Regions from separate parts of the Oryctolagus cuniculus genome. Here region 2 is linked to region 1. A link is a contact called in public Hi-C data. All regions are on one chromosome and are shown on one strand. Each heading gives the region's core, a stretch centred on a gene start, on an enhancer-like site or on the middle of the called end of the contact. The rest is flanking DNA. Distances are from core to core; before and after follow the strand shown. Region 1 overlaps PDE7A (phosphodiesterase 7A). Region 2 holds the start of PDE7A (phosphodiesterase 7A).

Evidence for each region. Hi-C and Micro-C count contacts between places; a contact is called where the count stands out from the background.
Region 2: a Hi-C map of psoas muscle shows a contact between it and region 1, with 4 times the contacts expected there. The contact joins the promoter of PDE7A here to the enhancer-like site in region 1. A contact is called at or near these places in 3 of 6 Hi-C or Micro-C datasets (ear pinna, psoas muscle and an unstated tissue).

What each region holds. Positions count from the first base shown.
Region 1 is chr6:91,460,011-91,463,487 of mOryCun1.1, reverse strand. The region is part of intron 4 of PDE7A (phosphodiesterase 7A); the gene reads left to right. Among named protein-coding and RNA genes, the nearest start is that of PDE7A, 89 kb to the left of the region's middle. Within about 2 kb of position 1,362, at least 3 of the 8 cell types and tissues checked have an H3K27ac peak or open chromatin away from gene starts, as enhancers often do.
Region 2 is chr6:91,549,405-91,553,019 of mOryCun1.1, reverse strand. PDE7A (phosphodiesterase 7A) reads left to right here and starts at 2,015. Exons shown (of 14, transcript XM_008255575.4): 1 at 2,015-2,273. The coding sequence starts at 2,136.

The DNA.
Region 1 (3,477 bases), core at 113-2,612:
ATTTTAGTTATTAATATTTTTAAAAAATAGAGAATGTTGTCAGATTTTTTTTATTCCATCACCATTCAATATGAGCTTTCCATACACCGGAGTTAAAACCTTATAGCACTGAATGTTTTAAAAATACATATTTTATTTATTTATTTTTTTGACAGGCAGAGTGGACAGTGAGAGAGAGAGACAGAGAGAAAGGTCTTCCTTTGCCGTTGGTTCACCCTCCAATGGCCGCCATGGCCGGTGCGCTGCGGCCGGCACACCGCGCTGATCCGATGGCAGGAGCCAGGTACTTCTCCTGGTCTCCCATGGGGTGCAGGGCCCAAGCACTTGGGCCATCCTCCACTGTACTCCCTGGCCACAGGGAGAGCTGGCCCGGAAGAGGGGCAACCAGGACAGAATCCGGTGCCCCGACCGGGACTAGAACCCGGTGTGCCGGCACCGCAAGGCTGAGGATTAGCCTAGTGAGCCACGGCGCCGGCCCAAAAATACATATATTTTAAAAAATAATCTCCCAGAGTGATTCATGGTTATATGTATCTATGTGATTTTTATTGGTTTAACAATACACATACAGTGACTGGAGAGCTCCCTCTTGTGGATGATTAAGGAGTGGTCAGGTCTCGAGATCCAGTAGCTTTTCTGCTAAAGATGTCTTTTGACTGATAACATGTCAGTGACATTTTTATCATGTGATTTGGGTGTGAAGTAAGACACTATGAGAGGGCTTGGAATAACGATCCTCAGGATGTGTTGGTTCCCCGGCCCTCTGTTGCTTTAACGTAGGGCTTTCCTGTATTCTTCCTCCAAAGAGGGAAAAGCCTGCTGTCCCACATTTTGTTTTCTGGCCCCGAGCTGAGAATGCTGACTGGAAGTGATGCCCGTGGTGGTAAGCAGCAGGGCTCATGTCGTTCTGGCGGAGGCCGATCAGTCTGTCCAGGTCACTGAGTGAGGTAATGTGATATTTTAGAAGAGAACCCGCAAAGCCAGCTGCTCTTTAATAGTAACTTGATTAATTCACTGAGCCCTGTTGGCTCTCTAAGCTGGATCGGAATGTAGGTAACCATGTAAACTGGAACAGGCCTGGGACTTAGAATAAATAGTCTGAGTTTGAGGGAAGCGGAACTTTAATAAAGACAAGTTTGATCTGTGACAGAAAGAGCTTGTGAGAATAACGGTGCTGGGGTCGGCCTTTGTGTGATCCGGCTAGAGGGTGAGCTTTTCAGTCCGTGTCTGAAGAAAATTGCTAGTTGAATTCTCATAGTCACTCTTTCGTGCTCTGGGTTCCTCGTGGGTCTTCCCGTATAGATTCCCCAGTGGTGCTGCTCGTTCGTTCAGCGTGGTCTTCTCTTGCCGGAGTGGTCTCTGCTTGTTTCACTCAGGCCCTGTCCAGCTGGGCTCATGGAAGCCATGGTGCTGCCTCCCCGCCTCATTCTTCTTTGTTGTCCCCAGGAATTAGTCCTTAGGCTTCTTCCATGCACGGATTTCACTTCCCTCATTGCCACAGGGAAGCCGTGGGCATACGTGGTGGCTGGGAGTGGGGAGTGAGCCTGGGACACTGCAGCTTTCCAGCCGTCTCCAGGTGACTGCACTGTGTTTGTCCTTGATTTCGAGCTCCTGCTCCCTTCTCGTAGATCATATCTGGAAACTACTCCAGGACGGTTCGGGAGACCTCTCCAATTTTCTTTTAGAAAATGTATTCTCCAGTTTGGCATTTTGCTGGGTTCCATTAAAATGTGGTCTTACTACTTGTTCTTCTGAGGATTCATTCTAAAGGAATCAGCCTGTGTACAAAAATTAAATCATAAGAATGTTTATCATAGAATTGATTGTAAGGAAAATAAAAAGAAACATTAACAGCAAAAAGTGTAATTTTATACCTTAAAATAACACATGGCTAATAGAAATTAAATCAAACATATTTATTTATCAATGTGCAAAATTATCCATATACATATACTATAGAAAATAATTCATGGAGGAATATTCAGAGTGCCAGGTATTAAGAGTGATTGCTTATAGTTAACGCTTCCCACATAGCCTGCACCTATTCTGAAAGCTAGGTAGAGTAGAAACGAGGACTGAAGATGCCTAATCCCCAGGAAGAACCAGGAAAAATATAATCTTTTAAAAGAAAGGGGCGAGGGGCTGGCGCCAGGGTGTAGTGGGTGAGACCACTGCCTGCAGTGCCAGTATCCCATATGGGTGCTGGATCAAGTCCTGGCTGCTCCACTTCCAATCCAGCTTTCTGCTATGGCCTGGGAAAGCAGTAGACGATGGTCCAAGTCCTTAGGCCCCTGTACCTGTGTGGGAGACCCGGAGGAGTTTTCTGGCTCGTGGCTTGGGATCAGCTCAGCTCTGGCCGTTGCGGCCATCTGGGGAGTGGACTAGTGGCTGGAGGGTCGGTCGGTTGGTCGGTCGGTCTCTCTCTCTCTCTCTCTCTCTTTTTGTCTCTGCCTCTGCCTCTCTGTGGCTCTTCCTTTCAAATGAATGAATAGGTCTTTTTTTTTTTTTTTTTTAAAGGTGGGGGGGGGAGGTAAAGCCTCAGAGGTTGGGCTCTGCTCTAAAACAAACACTAAAGTAGGAAAAATCCTTATCAGAAACAATTACAGGAGTAGTTGTCCAGAGTGCCCTAGTGTGACTCGGAATGTTCACTTCTCAGGTGGGTTAGTGCCATTATCACAGGGCAGGGCATGCTGGGAGTGGGTTCCTAGTAAAGTATGAGTTTAGGCCCCCCTTCTAATTTACTCACACCCTGTCGTGCCCTCCTGCCTTGACACAGCAAAGAGGTCTTCACTAGAAGCAGTCTTTGAATCTTGGACTTCCCAGCCTTAGGATCTACAACAAACGAATCTTTATAAGTTACCTAGCCTCAGTATTTTGTTATAGCATCACCAGATGTACTAGGACACAGTCCACCTATATTCTGTGTAGAAGAGACTCACTTTAAAAAGTATGGGATGCTGAAATTGCATGCAGTAGCTTAACTTGCTATGCCACAACGCCGGCCACAGATACATGTTTTAATTAGCGATCTGTCTCTTTGGCAGAGGAGTAGAGATCATTTGAGTGGTGAATCTCAGAGGGCTCCTCTGCCTCGTTGTTCCCATTGAGAATTTGGTGCAGAGTTGGTTCAGTAGAATTCATTCCATTCAGTAATGATTGTTTTTTGAAAAGAAACTGGCACATCAGATAATTTAATTAAGTAAAAAAAACAATAGATAGGAACAGCAAAACTTAATGATTAACATTTAATGGGAAAATACTGCCATTAGAACTGATGAAAATTATAACCATTTCTTGCCATTCACTTAAAAGCTAGACGAATCACTAGTTTACTATAGAGCGCATTGAGATAACAAGGAATTGACACATGTTTACACTCAAATCTGGAAATAGTATAAACAAAACTCTCAATAATATCACAGAAACACAGATTTGGAACAAGCAGGAGATAGAACCTATACTGCATATACTAATGGC
Region 2 (3,615 bases), core at 766-3,265, 89 kb before region 1:
GAGGAGCCAGAAGAACTCAAACATTATTTGAGGCTGGTTCTCACCACTTGCTAGTGTGAGGTCCAAAGCAAGCCTGTTTCCATGAGCCTACTTTCAATTTAGATACTAATAGTTACCTCACCTGGTTTTTGTGAGGAGTAAATGTGGTAATAGGAGAAAGTGCTCGGCATAATCCCTGCATTCAACAGATGCTCAATACATCTACTAGATGTTATGGGAGTAATTAGGGTTTTAAAGGCCAGTCGGATCACTTGTTGCCCTGAAGGGGAGCTTAGTACTTCACCATCCAGTGAAGACAAAATCTACAAGCCCACGGTGGAAATTATACTTGTATTTATTTTAATAGTAGAGAGCAGACAAGGAAACATTCGCGAAGAAAGCAGAAACGCCATGGGAAGATGCAGACTTTTGCTTATTTACCAGATCAAATGCATTTGCCCCTGGTATCATCGGTAGAGGCCGTGCAGTACTTATAAAGGCCTGTCACCTTGCCTGCCACTGGCTAGTCATCCCAAATAAGTGGAAGAGTGGGTGCCCTGAAGATGAGCCAAATCAACAATTTTGCCAGCGGGGGAGAACTTGTTAAAGCTGAAGTAGCAGAGGCTGGAAAGCATTGCAAAGAATCAGTTCCTGCTGAAAAGCTTTGACCCTTTGGGGAGGAATGTGACAAAATGAATATGCAAATTACATATCCTACGAAACAGGTCAAGAGCTCTCCACCTTCTCCTCTCTAAAAAATCAAAAGCGAACAAACAAAAACCCACTTCTGGCTAGAAATGCAGCAGCCGCCTCTTCTCCTTTGTCTTCTCAGTATCACTGTTTCATAGGTTTTTTTTTTTCCTTTGCATACTCACTTCTTTCTCAGTTTTGGGTCCCCCCCCTCATCCACTAGCAACCCCCCACCATAATTCTAAATTCACAGCTTCCCTCGCTGCCCCTCCGGCCTGGGAAGGCCCTGGGGCTGCACCTGCCAGGGGAACGCGGGAGTCCAGCCCCGCCGAGGGACTGGCAGTGACGTAGAGCGGAGGATGGTGCCCGCGCGGTCCGCTGACGTCACTGCCGCAGCGGTCCCGAGCGAAGCCCCAGATCGGGAATTCGGGGAGTGAAAGCCAGCGGTGACCTCGCGGTTAGGGCTGAGTGCGGCGAACGCGCCACGTGATTTGCGTTTCTGGAGTCTGCAGGCCCAAAGGGCGCCTCCCGCGTGGGCAGATCCCGCTGCACACCCTCAGCACGCTCCAACACAAGAGCTCAGCGTTGAAGGGGATGCCCCCAAACAGTGGGGCCTCGTGCGCACGCGCCTTCGGTTGCGGGGCGACACAGGAGGGAGCTGCGGGGTGGGCTGCAGAGGAGGCGGGTGGAGAAGGAGGGAGCCGTCTGCGGCGGAGGGGGGAACGCTACGGCCCTCCAGGGTGCGGAGCCGGAGGGCGGCCACTCACGCCCTCGGCCGCTAGCTCCTCTCCCTGGGCGCTGCGGCGGCAGTGGCGGCGGCGCGGGGCGCTGGGCCTGCGGCGCGGCGTCGTGACGTCACGTTGGCGGCGTCCGTGGTTGGCGCAGGGTCCGCGGCTGCAAAGTGTGAATTACGCCGGGCTCGCGCCGGCGGCGGAGTGAAGTCAGGCTCCGGAGGAGGGGAGGGGCAGGACTCCGGCGGCGGCGGCGGCGGCCGGAGCTGGTCGCTGGTCCTGAGCCCCGCGCGCCCTGCGTCTGGCCGCTGGCTCCAGTCGTCTTTAATTGCATCGCGGTGCTCCGTGCCTGCTCCGCTCTTGCTCTGCTGTCCCGGTCCCGCTCCTCTTCGGCCGAGGAGCCCTGGGGCGGCGGGGTTCCCTCTCCGACTTCTGCCTGTGCAGCCCCGGCTTGCACCCCGTTTTCCCCTCGGCCGGAGCTGGGCGCGCGCGCCGGTCCTGGTAACTGGCGCCCCCGCCGCCGCCGAAGCAGCAACACCTTCCCGCCGGCGGCCCGGGCGGAGGGCTGGGGTGGGGGAGGCGTGAGCGCGGCTTCCCGGGCCCGGGTCGGCGGCCGCCCGCCCTGCCCCAGCCTGGGCCCGGCGACCCCGAGCCGCGGCCCCCTCCCAGCGCCGGCGCCGGGGCCGGCGGCCGCGGCAGGGCGGGCGCCGCTCGGAGGCAGGGCGGGCGTATTCAATGGAAGTATGTTACCAGCTGCCGGTGCTGCCCCTGGACAGGCCGGTCCCCCAGCACGTCCTCAGCCGCCGAGGAGCCATCAGCTTCAGCTCCAGCTCCGCGCTCTTCGGCTGTCCCAATCCCCGGCAGCTCTCACAGGTAATCACCACCGCCCGGGGCCCGCGCTTGGGGGCTTCTCTCCTTTGTTTCCAACGGGCTTCACCTCTGCGACACCTCCAATTCCCGCCGCTCACCCCAGCCGAGCCTTGGCCATTGTTTGGGGGGGATTTCGAGGCTGGCCCTCGATGCCTGAGCCTTTTCTTTGAATCCTCGCGGCTGTCCACTGTCTGTCCTCCCGCCGCCTCGGCCCCTCGCCTCGGTGGGAGCCCTTGAGACCCTCCTCGGGCCCGACACCCTCCATGTCCAGCGCTTTGAACCGCAGGAATGACTGTCGTTCCTCTCTTTCCTTCTGGAATTGGGCTCTTCTTCCTCAGCTGTGACCACCGAGCACACCTGTTCACCCCCGACACACCTGTACTCCCCCCATGCACACCTGTACTGGGTGCGCGCCTCTCCTCCCCCAGCTCCCGCGCGCCCCGTGGTGCTTGGCTGGTCCCTGAACAATAGGCCTGCCAGCCCCGTTGCTGTCCTCTCCCTGACTCGGTCCCTACGTGGTGTCAGAGGGACAGGTCCACGAAGTTGACAACTAGGAAATCAGTTTTGTGTATAACAGGGAGATTTTTTTGTGAGAGACACGGCTGATGAGCTCACACTCGCAGGAAGATTGTTTCGAATGGGCCAGTACCGGTTGCTCCTCCGAATTTGATTTTTCTGTAGTGATGCTGTTAGCCACCTCCTACGTTGTGGCTCCTTTTGATGGGCAGATTTAAAATAGGGAGATAGAATTTTGTTTACATCTGAACTGGGGTCCCCCATTTTCTGCTACCAGAAGTTCTGTGTTCATGATCACTTTTTCAAATATATTTTTTCTACTGGTTAGCCAAATATCTTTCATGGAAGTCTGTTTTCCCTCTCCAGTTACATTGTAAGTATCTGGAACAAGATTTTTTTTTTTTTTTTAACAGTGTGGACAGAGCTGATCGATTTTGCATCTAATAACCTGTCCAGTAAATTTGTCATTTGCTTGTTAGCCTAAGTTGTTTCTAGAGAAAGCAAGAGCCTGTATTTGGGCTTCTCTCTGAATCTTTATTCAAAATCTGACTTCTTTCACAGCCCTAAGTGGCATGCTAATGAGATCAGAGCAGACTTGTAAGAATTGCTGATAGTAAGTAGCATTTTAAAGAATACATTGGAATTGGTTTTGAAGAGTAGGTCTGTGATCTGCCTTTCTAGAACTACTTAATGCATTTTTATGTTCCAGAATTAATACTGAAGTGATACCAGTGCACTGCTGACAAAGGTTTTTGACAGGAGTAATGAGAGGTTTTTAATGAAAGTAACTTTGTTCACTTGGGAGTATCACTTTACTCCCTTAGATTAG